Regions from separate parts of the Rattus norvegicus genome. Here region 2 is linked to region 1. The links are chromatin contacts, called in public Hi-C maps. All regions are on one chromosome and are shown on one strand. The core of a region is the stretch at or near the end of the contact, and the rest is flanking DNA. Distances in the headings are between cores, read along the strand shown.

What was found. A called contact is a pair of places that touch in the nucleus more often than the background predicts.
Region 2: a contact with region 1 is called in a Hi-C map of Schwann cells, with 6 times the contacts expected there. The contact joins the enhancer-like site here to the promoter of Sh3pxd2b in region 1. A contact is called at or near these places in 6 of 12 Hi-C or Micro-C datasets (the Rat2 cell line, Schwann cells, frontal cortex and 3 more) and 1 of 1 datasets of contacts at active chromatin or transcription factors (oligodendrocytes).

What each region holds. Positions count from the first base shown.
Region 1 is chr10:17,421,223-17,428,371 of GRCr8, forward strand. Sh3pxd2b (SH3 and PX domains 2B) reads left to right here and starts at 1,725. Exons shown (of 13, transcript NM_001398763.1): 1 at 1,725-1,856. The coding sequence starts at 1,782.
Region 2 is chr10:17,667,146-17,674,487 of GRCr8, forward strand. It overlaps Stk10 (serine/threonine kinase 10), which reads left to right. Exons shown (of 21, transcript NM_019206.2): 4 at 2,044-2,193. Among named protein-coding and RNA genes, the nearest start is that of Stk10, 49 kb to the left of the region's middle. Within about 2 kb of position 4,621, at least 19 of the 93 cell types and tissues checked have an H3K27ac peak or open chromatin away from gene starts, as enhancers often do. A contact at or near this core is called in Schwann cells and kidney, where this site is marked.

The DNA of each region.
Region 1 (7,149 bases), core at 475-2,974:
AATATAAAATGGCCACCAGGAAGTGGAATGAACAAATCCAGGTAGAATTACCATGCAATCCAGAAATCTATCCAGAACATACTCTAAAGTATATGAGTAAGGACTTTGAACGGATATCTGAATGTCAACATTCCCAGCAGCCTTAGTCACAATAGCCCAAAGGTGGCAATAGCCAAAGTGACCACAGATACGTGAACAAAGAAAACGGGTAAGAAACACACAATGAAATAATATTCGGCCACAAAAAGGAAGAAGGTCCTGAATCAGGGAGCACAGAGGCAGATACATCTTGTGAGTGTTAACTGAAATGAGCCAGATACCCAAGGACAAAGGCTGCAAGACTCGAAGGTCCTGAGTGACCCAGAGTGATCCAACTCACAGACAGAAATCAGCAGATGGGGATGGGGGATGGGGGTGGGGGGTGGGGAGTGGGGCAAGAATGAGGGGATGTGATGCTGGCACTACAGCTGCAGGCAGGAACAATATAACCTCCCCAGGTCAGACCCACCGCCTGGTCCCACATAGATGTCGCTGTCCACGGGGGAGGGGGGATGTCAGTGAGAACAGCTTAATCAAGAGTCTGTTTGTCAAGAGAGCCAAGAAAATGGTCCTGTGCCTGGGGCAGCACGAAACTATCTTTGGCACAAAATGGTCTTTGGGAAAGACAATTCTGAAGGAAGGGAGCTGGGGGAGGAGGATTACTAAGACTTTTTCTCCTCAAGACCATCCAGGTCAGCCTTCAAGGCTAGAATGGCAGAAGGCATGGGCAAAGAAGTCAAACAGGCAATGGAGGGGTTTCCAGAGGGAATCAGTAAGGCCTGCCTGGCAGAGGAGAGCCCTCCCTCAAGAAACTCTTCCGATGATCTTGGACTATGAGTGAGAAGGTCCCTGAAGAGCCCTGCTTAGTGGCTGTGAGAACACTATCTTCAATCTGAACATCCTACCCATGGTATTCTATGTGTCCGGTCATTCATTCATTCATTTAGCCAGCATCTGTCAGTTACCCAACCAATGCTAGGAGGCTAGGGGAAAAAGATGTGGAGTTACTTTTAGCTTTGATTTGCTTAGTGTGGGGCAACCATGGGTTTGACCCACCTGCTCCATGAATTTGGAGGCTGTCCTCAGTTAGGTCCTCTGTTAAAAGGCGATTAATCAAGCAGCCCCCCCACACACATACTTCAGTCAGGTGTTGTGAGACTTTAAGTGGGCATCCCTGTTAAGGACAGGGCATAGGGCCAGGTGTGGACTCAGTTCCCTGCGGGGTCAGGGGCTACCTATCCAGCATCCTTGCTCTCGCTCACATTCGCGCGGCCCTGCTGCCAGGGTATTCTTACAGTTTTTCTCTCACTGTCACAGACAGTAAACCCAAGAGACCTAAGGACCGCCGCTTCTCCCCTGAACCCCCAGGGCTGGGGGCGAGCGATCGGCTTAAAAGCGACTGGCACGCCCGCGGTTCGCAGACACCAAGGGGGATGGGCAACCCCCATTGAACCCATTTCGGAGATGGAGAGCTCGAGGAGGCTGCTTGGGTGCCTGGGTTTAGAGTCGCCAGGCCCCGGCGCGGGGGGCGGAGCGCTCCGTCCCGCCGGGCGCGGGGACAAAGGCCCGCGGGCGGACGTGGCCGGGCCGGGCCGGGCGGGCCCTTTAAGCGGGGTGGGCGGGCGGCGCGGGGGCGGGCAGGGGCGGGGCGCGGAGGGCGGTGGCGGCGGCCGCAAGTGCTCGGCGGCAAGGATCGCTTTGGCCCGGCCCGGCCCGCACGGCGCTGGGCGCGGAGAACGGCCATGCCGCCGCGGCGCAGTATCGTGGAGGTGAAGGTGCTGGACGTGCAGAAGAGGCGGGTGCCCAACAAGCATTATGTGAGTCGGCGTCCGCGCCACGCGGCGACCCCAGCCCCGCGCAGAACTTGTGCCCCGCGCCCTCACCGCCATCTCCCCACGCGCCCCGGGTCCCCACGCTCTCCCTGCGGTCTGTCTCCCCACGCGCCCATGCTCCCTGCGCCTTCCCCGCCATCTCCTCACTCGCCCCCTGGTCCCCGCCATCTCCTCGCGAGCTCTCGCCTTGCCCACCCGTGCAAAAGTCTGGCCCCAGCCGCTGCTGGAGACGAAGACAGAAACCAGGAGAGAAACCCACGGAGGCGTGGGTCTCAGGCCACCGTCCTACCCAAGGCACCCAGCCTCATAAGACCAGCCAACCAAGCCCCTCATCCTTCTGGGTATGGGTCATTTGAGCGCCCCTTTCCTGTAACTTCCGCTTAACAATGTGGGAAAGTTTCCCAGGAGTAACCCCCCCTCTGTGAAATGAGAATTTTGTTTGGAGCTGCCAAGGTGTGGAGAAAAATGGGTCCCTGACATCCTTTTGCAGATGGGAAGGTTGAGGCCCAGAGGCTGAGGGTTCTAAAATGTGGAAGGTGAGCCTGGGGTCCACGGTGACCCTCAGGTGGGAAGTGGCCTCCCAGGCTGCTTGGGGACGTCGTCTGAGGTTGAGGTAGCTCTAGTTCCACCCCAGAGGTTCTGGGTTGTAGGACAGTGGATTTAGAAGAGGCCCTGGGGACTTCGCTCCAGGTCTGAGGAGGGGGATGGTATCCCTGGCTGGAAGAAGCTGGCTGTGGCAATCTTGGAGAAGTTAACCAGGAAGGAAAAAAAAAGCAAGAGGGAGGGAAAAAAAAAACCTAACAAAGAAGTGTGGAACAATGACTTGAAAGGGCGTTGGCTGGAGGAAGGCTGGCCAGGGGCTTCTCTGGAAGCCCCTTTCGGATCTATTTGTTTAAGAGAACCATCCTTACAAGGCAGACCGCTATACATGCCTTCCCTGAGTCGCCCATAAAATTCTGGAAGGAGATGGCCGGGAATCCACTACACTCTACAAGAAAGGGTGTGCTGTGTTCCAATGTATTGTTATTGGCTAGGCCTTCGGTAACTCAGCCCTGGGCCAGCCAGCGGGGGCTGCTTCCTGGACCTGTGGTATCTTTAAATAGAGCTAAGTTTTCCTTGCTTCGGAGCTCAGCTAAATTGTCTTGGTTTCCCCACACCCCGCCCCCTTTTTCCCCCCTTAAGTATTCCAAATGCTGCCAAGTCTGGTTTCTTGTTGGAGCCTGTTGAGTTGCTTCTTGGGTATGGGACAGTTTTCAGCAACACACCAACTGGAAGAAGTCTGAAATTCTCCATGCCTCCTTCTGACACCAGATGCGCCAACCCAGAGTAGATAGAGCCACCAAGGACTGGGCACCATCTTCCACTCTCTTGTGGTGTCCAACACGTTTAGTGGTGGTTTTCTCAAGTCTGGTTCAAGGATGAGACAGCTCGCAGTGAGGAGCAGGGCAGGCATGTAAGTCCAGGCCCGTTGGACCAAAGAAGTTGGTCCGTCAGGCCACGCCTCGTCCCACATCTCACACACCCACAAAGTGGACAAAGTGCTCTTAAAACCTGGGAATCTGCTCAGGCTCATCCTCCCTGGCAGACTTCTGCAGCTTTGACGGGGGTACCCCTGAGGTTCCAGCCAGTTAGGGGCTCCCTGAGCCAGATCTGTGTAGCCTCCTAGCCTGGGGCTCAGCTCTGGAGCTCCCAAGTTGCTGTTTCCTCTGTTAGTCTCTGTGTCCTCTTTTGTAAGATGTGGTGATGATGCCTCCTCCCAGGGGGAGCAACCATGTGACTGACGTGGGGTTTCTTAACTGCAGCCCTGTGGTGTCCATGCCTCTCTGGTTGAAAACGTGCCGACATCATGTGGGAGCCTGTTCCGAGAACTTGTTCCTCTGTTTGTGGGCTGAGTCACTGCTGTGACAAGGGGCCTTCTCCCTGACATCCAGCCTTTGGTTCCCCAAATTGGGGGAGGGGGAAGATGGATGAATGCAGCCTGAGTCATCCAGAGGAGCAGATAATTTGGTTCTAATAGTGGCATTGTCCCAAAGCCAACAGCAGCAGACTGGACTGCGGTACCTGTCGCCAAGCTCCGTACACTGAAAGGAGTGGGTGTGGAGACAGGTGTTGGAGGCCTGGCTGAAGTTACCTTGCTTCTGCCCTCTACACAGCAGCTTTCTTTTCCTCGATTGTAACGACAAAAATACAGCCAGATATTGAGTGTGGCATGTCCCCTTGGGGACCATCTTAACCTGTTTGTTTGTTTGTTTGTTTATTTTTAATTGTATAGTCTAGTAACTGAGGCTGGGTACTTTGTAAGATAAAATAAAAGCCACCTGGGAAGCCGGAAGCCCAAGGTTGGGCTGTCCCATCATCTTGGCCTCTAGAAAGGGTGTCTTGTCCGCATCAGAGTTGTAGGTGACATCATGGTGGGAACATGTTTAGAGGGAGAGATTGTGAACTGTGAGACTAGAAGCCAGAAAGGTGGGGGAGGGGGCACTTTGCTCTTTTGTAATACGAACCCTTTTGGAACTACCTAGGAGAGCTACCTTAATCTATTTTAAGACCATATAACCAATGACCTAACTACCTTCCCCTAGGCCCCGCCTCTTAGGTCCTGCCACTTCTCCCAGCATGACAATGGGACCAAGCTTCTAGCACATAATAACCCTTGGGTGTGGACAGATCCTATGCAGTCCTTAACAGGGGTGACAGCATGTGCTTCTGCCCCAGTCACAGCACCACAGTGCAGTGCGCACCTCCGTTTGGAGCTGCTGTGCCATCCCCCTCCCTGATTCCATGCCTGAAAGGGAATCCAAGTCACAGCTTCTGAGGTTGCAGTTAGACAGCCGTGCCTGGGGCTCAGGGCTGGGTCCCCTGCTCCATCTCCATGTCAGATTAGCAGTCTCTTCACAAATCCACCTTCTCCTGTGGACAAGGCTGGTGTTGTCACTGTGCGGCCTCTGCTGTGCCTGTCCCACTCAGAGTCTGGGCTTCAGAATGGATGTGACACATCAGGACCACCCTCCCTAACTGGAGTGTTTTCTAGCAACCTGTCTGCTCTGGGAGTCTTGTCGGTTGCCCTCCCCTGTACTAACAAAGAGTGGTACCCTGAACAGGGTCTGATGAGGCAGCTGTCAGGGTCAAAGGCACTTGTTCTCTGAGACAGGGTCTCTCTGTGTAATACTCCTCCTGGCTGTTCTTGCACTCACTCTGTAGACTAGGCTGGCTTCGAACTCACAGAGGTTTGCCTGTCTCTGCCCCCCAAATACTGGGATAAAAGGCATGCTTTGTCACACCCCAGCTGTCACGACCGCTCTTTAAGGATGGTAGACTCCCATCATGTGACGCCAGTGTTCAGGGGGACAGAGACTAAAGACCATCCCTGTCCATAGACTTCTACTCCTGTCAGGCTCTACTTCTGTATGTGCTTCAGAGCTTTATATTGAAAATAAATAACAGGTGCAGAGTGCCCTGGATCTCGTCCCAGCCACATCTTTCCCCAACCCACTGCCCAGCCTTTGTTATCTACCATTCACAACACACACACACACACACACACACACACTCTCTCTCTCTCTCTCTCTCTCTCTCTCTCTCTCTCTCTCATATTGGCACACAGTCACATACTCACAAACACTCATACACATATATACAGGCACGCACACAGGCATACACACTCATACACAGACACACACACACACACTCTCTCTCATATAGGCACACAGTCACATACTCACAAACACTCATACGCATATATACAGGCACGCACACAGGCATACACACTCATACACAGACACAGACACAGACACAGACACACACACACACACACACACACACACGCGCGCGCGCGCGCGCGCGCTTATTTTGTTCATGGAGACAGGGTCTCACTATGTAGCCCAGGCTGACCTTGAACTCAGGGAGATCTATCTGCCTCTACCTCCAGAGTGCTAGGATTAAAGACCCCGGTGCCTGGACCTCACTCACTTTTAAATACTGATTCACAGGCTGGAGAAATGGCTCAGCAGTTAAGAGCCAGTTTTGCTCTTGTAGAGGACCTGGATTTGATCCCCGGTACCCATGGAGTCCTTTACAACCAGGGGATCTGGTGTCCTCTTCTGACCTCCATAGGCACCAGGCACATGTGGTACACATACATTCAGGCAAAACCCACATAAAATAAAATATGGGTTAGTAGGATAATTTTTTTTTATCTAGCTGCCTTCCCCAGGTGTCATTTACACACCACCATGGTGACCCATTATAACCGCAGAGGTCACTGGCATTTGTAGTAATTGAATAAGGCTGAAAGCCCTCACCCAAGTCCAGTTTTATTACCCTTCTATCACCCCATTTGCCATCAGTGTCCCCCCCTCCTTTCCCTTCACATGTTTTACCTGATAACACTCCCCCTCAGTCCGGTCTTCAATGTTTCGAAACTGTAAAAATCTTGCTACGTTCAGATCTATGTTAATACCAAAGCCCCAGTCCATTTTAACTGCCGCATAGTATTCCATTCAAGCCACTTTCCCTCCGTCATCTGTAAAGTCCTCTCTTACTGGGGACTCGGGGCTGCTCTTCCCATAGTTAACCTGGCAGGAACTGTTCCTGTGTATAGCCCCAGGAAGGAACTATGTTGGGTCTTGGAGTGCATGTTCAGCCCTGACGTTACCCTAGGAGCTGTGTCCCTGGGCTCCCTCTGCTCTCAATCAGTCACTCTATTATCAGACTTTCTACTTGATGTCAGTCTGCATGCTGTACAGCAGTGTCCCTGACGGTTGTTAGCCCTTCCCTGCTTGCTGAGGAGGCCGGGTGGCCTTTTGTGCCTTTGTTGGCCAGCTGAGATTCCCCCTCTGAATTGCCTGTGTATCATTTGCTCCTGGCTCAGTGTGCTTTGCCTTTTTTCTTCCCTTGCTGTGGAAAGTTTATACGCTTGGAAAGCTAATCTTTTGGGTTAGTTAGATTAGTGTCCTCCGTTTCCCTTCGAGGAGACTGTAGGCTCAGAGAATCCCAAGGATGTGCGTGAGGTTGCACAGCCCGGAGACACCGCATGGGAACTGAGATAGCCGTGCTTGTCCAAGTGATACAGGCAGCCTTGTGATCCCACCCCGAAGCTGGGTGACCTCAGGTGACTCACTGATGTCCCCCTTTCTGAGATGCCAGGCTCATCCTAGGCCCTCTGTTCATTCAGTCCGCCGCCATTGAGACATCAATCCTGGTTGCTTACTCCAAAGAAGCGCCAAGCGGATCGCCCTTAGAATGAGAGGTTGGCAGGGCTTCCCTCCTGAACTGATCA
Region 2 (7,342 bases), core at 3,371-5,870, 250 kb after region 1:
AGATTGATTGATATCAATGCTAAGAAAATACTGTGTCTTAGTCTTTTCCTACTGGTCCCAACAAAATACCCGAGGCTGGGTACTTTTAAAGAATAAAGGCTTTTAAAGCTTTGTTTTGGAAGCTGTGAGTTCACCATGGGGTGGCTTCTAAGGGCCATGTGATGGCTGGTGTTACAATGGGATTGAGCATGCAGAAAGACATGAAGAATAAGGCAGGAAGTCAGAGAGCTTAGTGGGTTAGCCTTGCTCGTTCTCCTGGTCTGTCTGTCTGTCTGTCAAGACAGGGTCTCACTATGTAACTGGCCAGGACCTTACTAGGTTGGCTTTGGCCTCACAGAGATCCTCCTGCCCTCTGCTTTGGGAGCCCTAGGATTATAACGTGTGTACCTCCGTGGCCAGTGTCCTACTCTTTTTATAACTTTTGGCTCCTGCAAGAACTGACACCAGGCTTATTTCTTCTGAGGGTGGGGCTCTTTATCTAATCATCTAGACTTCGCTCCCACCTCTTAAAGGCTCCCTCACCTGCACACTCCCACACTAGACATCAGAATGTGAGCCATTGGGGGACAACCTCTAGCCTTACCCAAAACAAGAACGGTTTGTGATCAGTGCCTGCCCAGGATGTATCTCATTAATCTTTGGTTATAGATCTGGAAAGAGTATCTGTTTATTCTTGTGCATGTGTGTGCACAGGCAGGTGGAGCAGTGGGTGTGTGCGTGTGTGCTGGCCTCTTAACTCCCCGTGGAGCTGAGGAAGACCTTGAACCTCTTAGCTCCCTATGGAGCTGAGGAAGACCTCGGATGCTCCTGTTTCCACCTTCCAATCTGGAACTACATTTGTGTACCACTTCTCCAGCCCCTAGAGGGACGCTTTTAAGAGCAAACTCCCAATTGCATGCCTGGCTACCCAGATGCACTTCATATTGGATTTCATATTAAATTTCCAGTTGCATGCAGCCACCACAGAAAAGACTTACAGTCCTGTTCCATCATACTGTGTCTTCCGCATAGCCTCTCCCTTTTCGAGAATGGTTTTCCTGTCCCCCACCGGCTCGGGTCTACGAATCTTGACCTCAGAGGAGGGCTATGTCTCCAAACAAACGCTCTATGGTTGTGGAGACTCCCCAGACAGCATCTAGAAGGCTCTGGGTGAGATGGTGGCTCTCTGGTCCACCGCTACGTTTCCTGATACCACTGCCAAGCCTTTGTTTCTGCTGGCTCTGTGACCTGGGCTGCATGTGCTCTGAGGTCAAGCACTCTGTGCCTCTGCGACTCATTCATTCAGATGGGATTGCTGTGTGTCCTGGCCTGTCTGTGTACAGGGGGTCCTGTCCCTACCCGGTCCCCACCTGGTCCTAAGCATCACTCTGCTGTGACCCTAACCCATTAGAAGCACTCATTGTGTTGTAGCTTGAGTGTGTCCTTCAAAAGCTCATATGCTGCAAACTTAACCCTCAGATTCACCCTCAAACAGAGTTTGCAGGTGGGTCTCTGGGAGAAAATTAGAGTTAGATGAGGTCGTGAGGCAGCCCCATGGTGACATCAGTGACCCACTAGCACACTTGCTATCTCACCATGTACACACAGCACAAGGACCTTTGTGGGGTGATGCCATGCTGTTGCGACTTCTAGCCTATAAAACCAGAACCCTTTCTGTGTCAGTTACCACAGCAAAATGGACCAAGGCGCCCCAAATCCTCCCATAGGTGCCCTGCATCTCAGTGGGCTATTTGTGAACCTGAACTCTGAAGCTTTGAATCTCTAAAGTGACCTTCAGCAAGTAGTCCTCTGAGCCTCGGTGGCCACATCTGTGTGCCAGGGAGAACAGCTCTGTCGGCCCTGTGGTTGTATTGTGGGGACAGAATTGGTCTGTATGCCTACAGGGTTCTGCAGATGCTCCCTAACGCTGGCCTAGAGAAGGTCTGGTGCAGATCTGGCAAGAGCCTGGTGCTGGCACTGTGTAGGGTCAGGTGTCAACCAGGAAATGGTTTGGTGCTGGCCCCTCGAGGGCTATTCAGTGATGACAGCGTTCCTCTTTTCCAGAGCTGGATCGAGGCCTCACTGAGCCCCAGATTCAGGTCGTTTGCCGCCAGATGTTGGAGGCTCTCAACTTCCTGCACGGCAAGAGAATCATCCACCGCGACCTGAAAGCTGGCAACGTGCTTATGACCCTGGAGGGGGACATCAGGCTGGGTAAGAAGGGCTTGAGGGACAAGCACTGTCTGAGTTCAGGTGTCCTGGCTGACGGTGCCACCTGGCCAGTGCAGCTCAAGGGGGCAGGACCTGGGCCTGTAAGTGAGTGTGGGGTCCTCACACACACAGCCACCCCTACCAAGGTACCAACAGTTCTCCCTGTGTCCTTGGACCACAAGCTACTCTAGTGCTTTTCAACCAGCGTCAGGGGACATTTGGCAGCACGGAGATAACTGGGGGTGAAGGTGTCACTTGAATCTCGTGAGTAGAGGCCGGGGTGCTGACCAGCATCATGTGGAATACACAAACAGCCATGATGCCAGAGCCTGATTCAAGTGAGCTTCCAGTTTGACAGACTCCAATGGGAGAGGTCTGTACCTAAGCGCGTTGACCCACTGAGCCATCTTGCTGTCCCCCTCCCCCCACCAAATTTTTTTCAATACACAATTGATGGAACCCCCAGATACACCCATGAGTGTGATCAAAGATAAACTGAGCATCAAAATTGATTTTTTTTAAATCTCCTTTTTCTTTGTATTCTTTGTAAGATTCTAGCTAGTCACCACATGTGTTCTCTCCTGCTGTTTCCCACTGTCATTCCCCAGAGGCGTGGCTCTGAGAGCCTCTCATCTTTCTTTCTGCACCATTAAGTAACATGCCTGTAATTCTGCCATTTGATGGGCAGCACATGTGTATGTTATACAACCCACATGTGTATATCATACAACCCACATGTGTATATCATGCAATCCACATGTGTATATCATACAACCCACATATGCATATCATAAATCTACATGTGTATATCATACAAGCCACATATGCATATCATACAACTCACATATGCATATCATACAACCAACGTGCATATATCATACAACCCACATGCGTATATCATACAATCCATATGTGTATATCATACAACCCACATGCGTATATCATACAATCCACATGTGTATATCATACAACCCACATGCATATGTCATACGACCCACATATGCATATCATGCAACCCACATGCATATATTATACAATCCACGTGTGTATATCATACCATCCACAAGCACAGGAGGGGTTAGGGAGAGAGCTAGAAGGACCTCCGGCTTCTTTATGTGGACACGTCCACCACATTGGTCCCCAGTGCCCCTCAGTGTTCTGTGTGCATCCTAGTGTGTGCTGGGCTCAGGGAGCAGGAGGGTGGAGAGAGCTCATGCAGCAGGAGGCAGCACCCTGGTTCCCACTGACTTGATAGCATTCAGCTCCACTGCCCAGTAATGTCTGATACCAGTTCACTGCAGCGTTCGCCACACCTCCTCACCCCTCCAGCATGGAGGTGTAGGCCTTTTTACTTCGTCCAGTGGGCGCCTTGGTTTTAGGGACATGGGAGAAGCTGTAACCATGGAGCCTCCATGAGAACTGCAGGGGTGACGTGAGGGTGGAGGCAGAAAGGGCACAGTCAGTCAGAGGAGTCCAGAGAGGGCTCAGAGAGGACTAGGGCCAGCTCTGGGACACAGAGCTAGCAAGATGTGTGGTAGGGGCCAGCTCTCCCTAACTCATGCCCACAGGGCCAGATCTGCTGTGCTGTCCAAGTGAGGTGCAGGGCCTGCTCTCCTGTGCTGCTGATGGCAAGGGGGTAAGACCAGCTCTCCTGTTCTCATGACCTAGTAGCAAGCTCCCCCGACTGCAGCGGATGGCGAGAGTGAGGGGCAAAGGGAATCACCGCTCCCACAGAGGCCACCTGATGTAGAGCCCGGTCTTGTTTTCTCAACTGAAGTTGACTTCCTTTCTGGCTTGTATGAAGTTGTCATAAAACCGGCCTCTCCGCCCCTCCCCCCTCCCCCAGAGCAAGGTTGATAATGTTTTGGACTGACATGAGCAACAATCGGAAACCACTAAACTAAAAGCTGAATTGCAGTTATGCCGTACTGCAGCAGCTGCACTGTGCGCCAGTGTTGAATACTTGGGCGCTCACGTCAGCCTCAAAGGTCACCGACTGCATTTTGCAGAGGAGGACTTTGTAGCTCATAGAGGTTAATTCTTTCACCCAGTATCACACAGCTAGTAAGAGAAGCAACTGGGGTTCAGACCAAATCATCTGGCTGCAGAGCTGACGTGCAAGCCACTACACTCTTGTAGACGCCTGGAGGCTTGTAGTAAACAAACCCCACCTCCTGTGTGTCCAGTCAGGGAATGCTCATCTCTTAGAACCGAAGTGGGGAGAAGAGGCAGCTAGGAGTATGTGGTTGGTTAGAGCCACACAGAGCACTGCTTGGCCTCCCTAACTTCTGCCTTTCTAGAGAACCCCAGTCTCAAAAAGATTCTGATAAGATCAAGTTCTACATTTCCTTACGTGGACCCGTAAGATATACTAGAAGCCATTGGAGGCCGCGCTGTCAGTAATGCTAGCGAAGGCCTCTGATTGGCTCAGCCTGGCTCAGCGTGCTGTGATTGGCCCAGCTTGTAGGCCTCTGGCATGGAGGGAGGAGCCGGGGCTCGGTGCGGAAGTCCTCCTTCCTTTTTGTGTTAGTGGGCAGGAGGTGGGCTAGATGGCCTTTTCAGAGGAAGAGAGGATTAGGCCAGAGAAACAAGTCATTGTTCTTAGCCTGTGACTAAGGGGGTCGGGGGTGGGGCGCAGGAAGCCAGCTCAGAAGACTGCTTTTGTAGTTGAGGTTTGGGGTGATATAGGGAGAAGAGAAGCAATCAATCGATCGATCGATCAATCAACAGATGCAGCGATAAGAAGGTGAAGATAGCGGGGAGCCCCTGAGCGAACAGGCTCTACTAATAGGGTATATATAGTTACCCCAAATCTACAGAAAATACAATAGAAAGCTTGTCTGGGTAAGGGTGGTCCTTCCAGTTTCATGACTGGATTACAAGGGCTTGAGGAAACTGAGGGCCCCAGGAGTGGAGCGGTGTGTCTCTGATCACGTTAGCATCCTGTCCCCTCCCTGCCTGCTGCTGTTGGCTGTGACACCCTCAGGGAGGGCAGATCATCCTGTAATTAGGAGAAGCCTCTGGCTAGTGAGTCCAGCTGAGCCACTGGCTGCTGTTACCCTATCAGGGATCCCCAGGAAGGTGGCCCCTGGGAGCCCTGGGGAGGGCTGGAGCCTCCACTCCTTTCCTCCCACCCTGGTCCAGCAGGTCACAGCCCTTTCTAGACCTTGCTTTCCTGTGGACCCATGAGGGACCTGGCTACTGTTGTATGGCGTTTGGATGGGTTCCAGGTGACTGAGCGGGGTTGTTATGGGGGCACCCACATCCCTACCCAGCACCCAATCCTCTTCATACTCCCTGGCTTCTGGGGGGAAGCTGTTGTGTCTTGTGCCTGTGTTGATCACCTGGGGGCACAGGAACAGAACTTGCCATGTATCTTCAAACATTTCAACTTAGGTTTGTGCGGGGGATGCTTTTAATCCTCCAGAAAAGATTTTTTTTTTTAAAGATTTATTTATTTATTATATATAAGTACACTGTAGCTGTCTTCAGATACACCAGAAGAGGGCATGGGATCTCTTTACAGATGGTTGTGAGCCACCATGTGGTTGCTGGGAATTGAACTCATGACCTCTGGAAGAGCAGTTGGGTGCTCTTAACCGCTGAGCCATCTCTCCAGCCCAAAGTTGCATTTTGTTTTTTTGCTTTTTTTTTTTTTTTGGTTCTTTTTTTCGGAGCTGGGGACCGAACCCAGGGCCTTGCGCTTCCTAGGCAAGCGCTCTACCACTGAGCTAAATCCCCAACCCCCAGAAAAGATTTTTATACATGCATAAAACGTACTTCGAGTGTCTGGGAGCAGTTGTACTTGTCTTTACTCCCAGACAGAGTTAGAGGCTAGCTTGGTCTACATAGAAAGTTAGAGGCCAACCAGGGCCGTGTAGTGAGGTCTCTAAGAAAGAGATGGGGCGGGGCCAGGGTAGAGTGCGTGTGCATGAACTTCAAGGTATTCATTGGTAGTGAAGTCAGAAAGATGCATGTGTGAATCCAGGGAAAACTAGTATTTTGTTGAGTTTTATTTTTGTGTGGTGCTGGGACTCAAGCCCAGAGCATGCTGGGTAGAGGGAAGTACTTTCAGTCAACTGTAGCCCTTGCCTCTAGACTCTCTTTTTCTTTCTTTCTTTCTTTCTTTCTTTCTTTCTTTCTTTCTTTCTTTCTTTCTTTTTTTTTTCCAGAGCTGGGAACTGAACCCAGGGCCTTGCGCTTGCTAGGCAAGCTCTCTACCACTGAGCCAAATCCCCAACCCCTAGACTCTCTTTCTAAATATGTATATATTTTTTATTTTTAACAGAAACACAAGAAATATGTACATTTATGGGGTGCAGGGTGACATGATCAGACCTTGCGGCTATTGTGGCCATGCCTTCGGCCACTTGCTGTTTTGAGAAGAACATTTAAAATCGATTTGATTTCGAGGCAGTCAGTCATTGTTCTTGCCTTAAAACAAAGGCTCTACCTTGCACCCACCCTCATCCCTCCTGGTCCTCCCAGCTCCCCCGACTCCAGCCTACTCATCTATCTATCCTAGCTCCCCGTCTCCCCTCCCCGCTCCCCCCACTCACCCCTTCTCCCTCCCCACCTCCCTCACCCCACTTCTGGGAGATTCTCAGATAAGTTGCAGATTTTTGTCTTTCTGTGCTCGTCTGCCTTTTAAAATCGAACCTTATCCGCCTGTTTCCCCACATCCGTGAGTGTTGCTCACGGCCACCGTTATTTCATACACATGCAAAACAGGTTACCTGTTAGCTCTGGGCTGGGTATTAAGTGTGTCAGATCATGTTGCCAGCCAGCCAGCCACTCCAGGAGTGTGCCAACTTCTGGCTCCTGGAGCCTCCTCTGGGAGTTGCTGGGCCATGGGGTCTCACTTAGCTCACACTTGCCTCAGCCCCTCCTTTCTACTCCCAGCACATATACCTCTCAGCAGATTGCAAAGTCTTCCTTAACCACATCCTGTGTTTTACATAAGAGAGGGAGGGAAAGAGAGAAAAGTAAACCCCAATAGCATTGCTAGAGGTGTTTCTGTTTTCTAAACCGTGAAAACGGTGCACTCCATCGAAAATGGTTTAAAGAATAAAATCGTGCAAAGGAAAAAGAATAAATAGACCAAGGGCCTCTGTGGCTGTCCCCACCAAAACCTTTCACCTGGGGAGCTGAC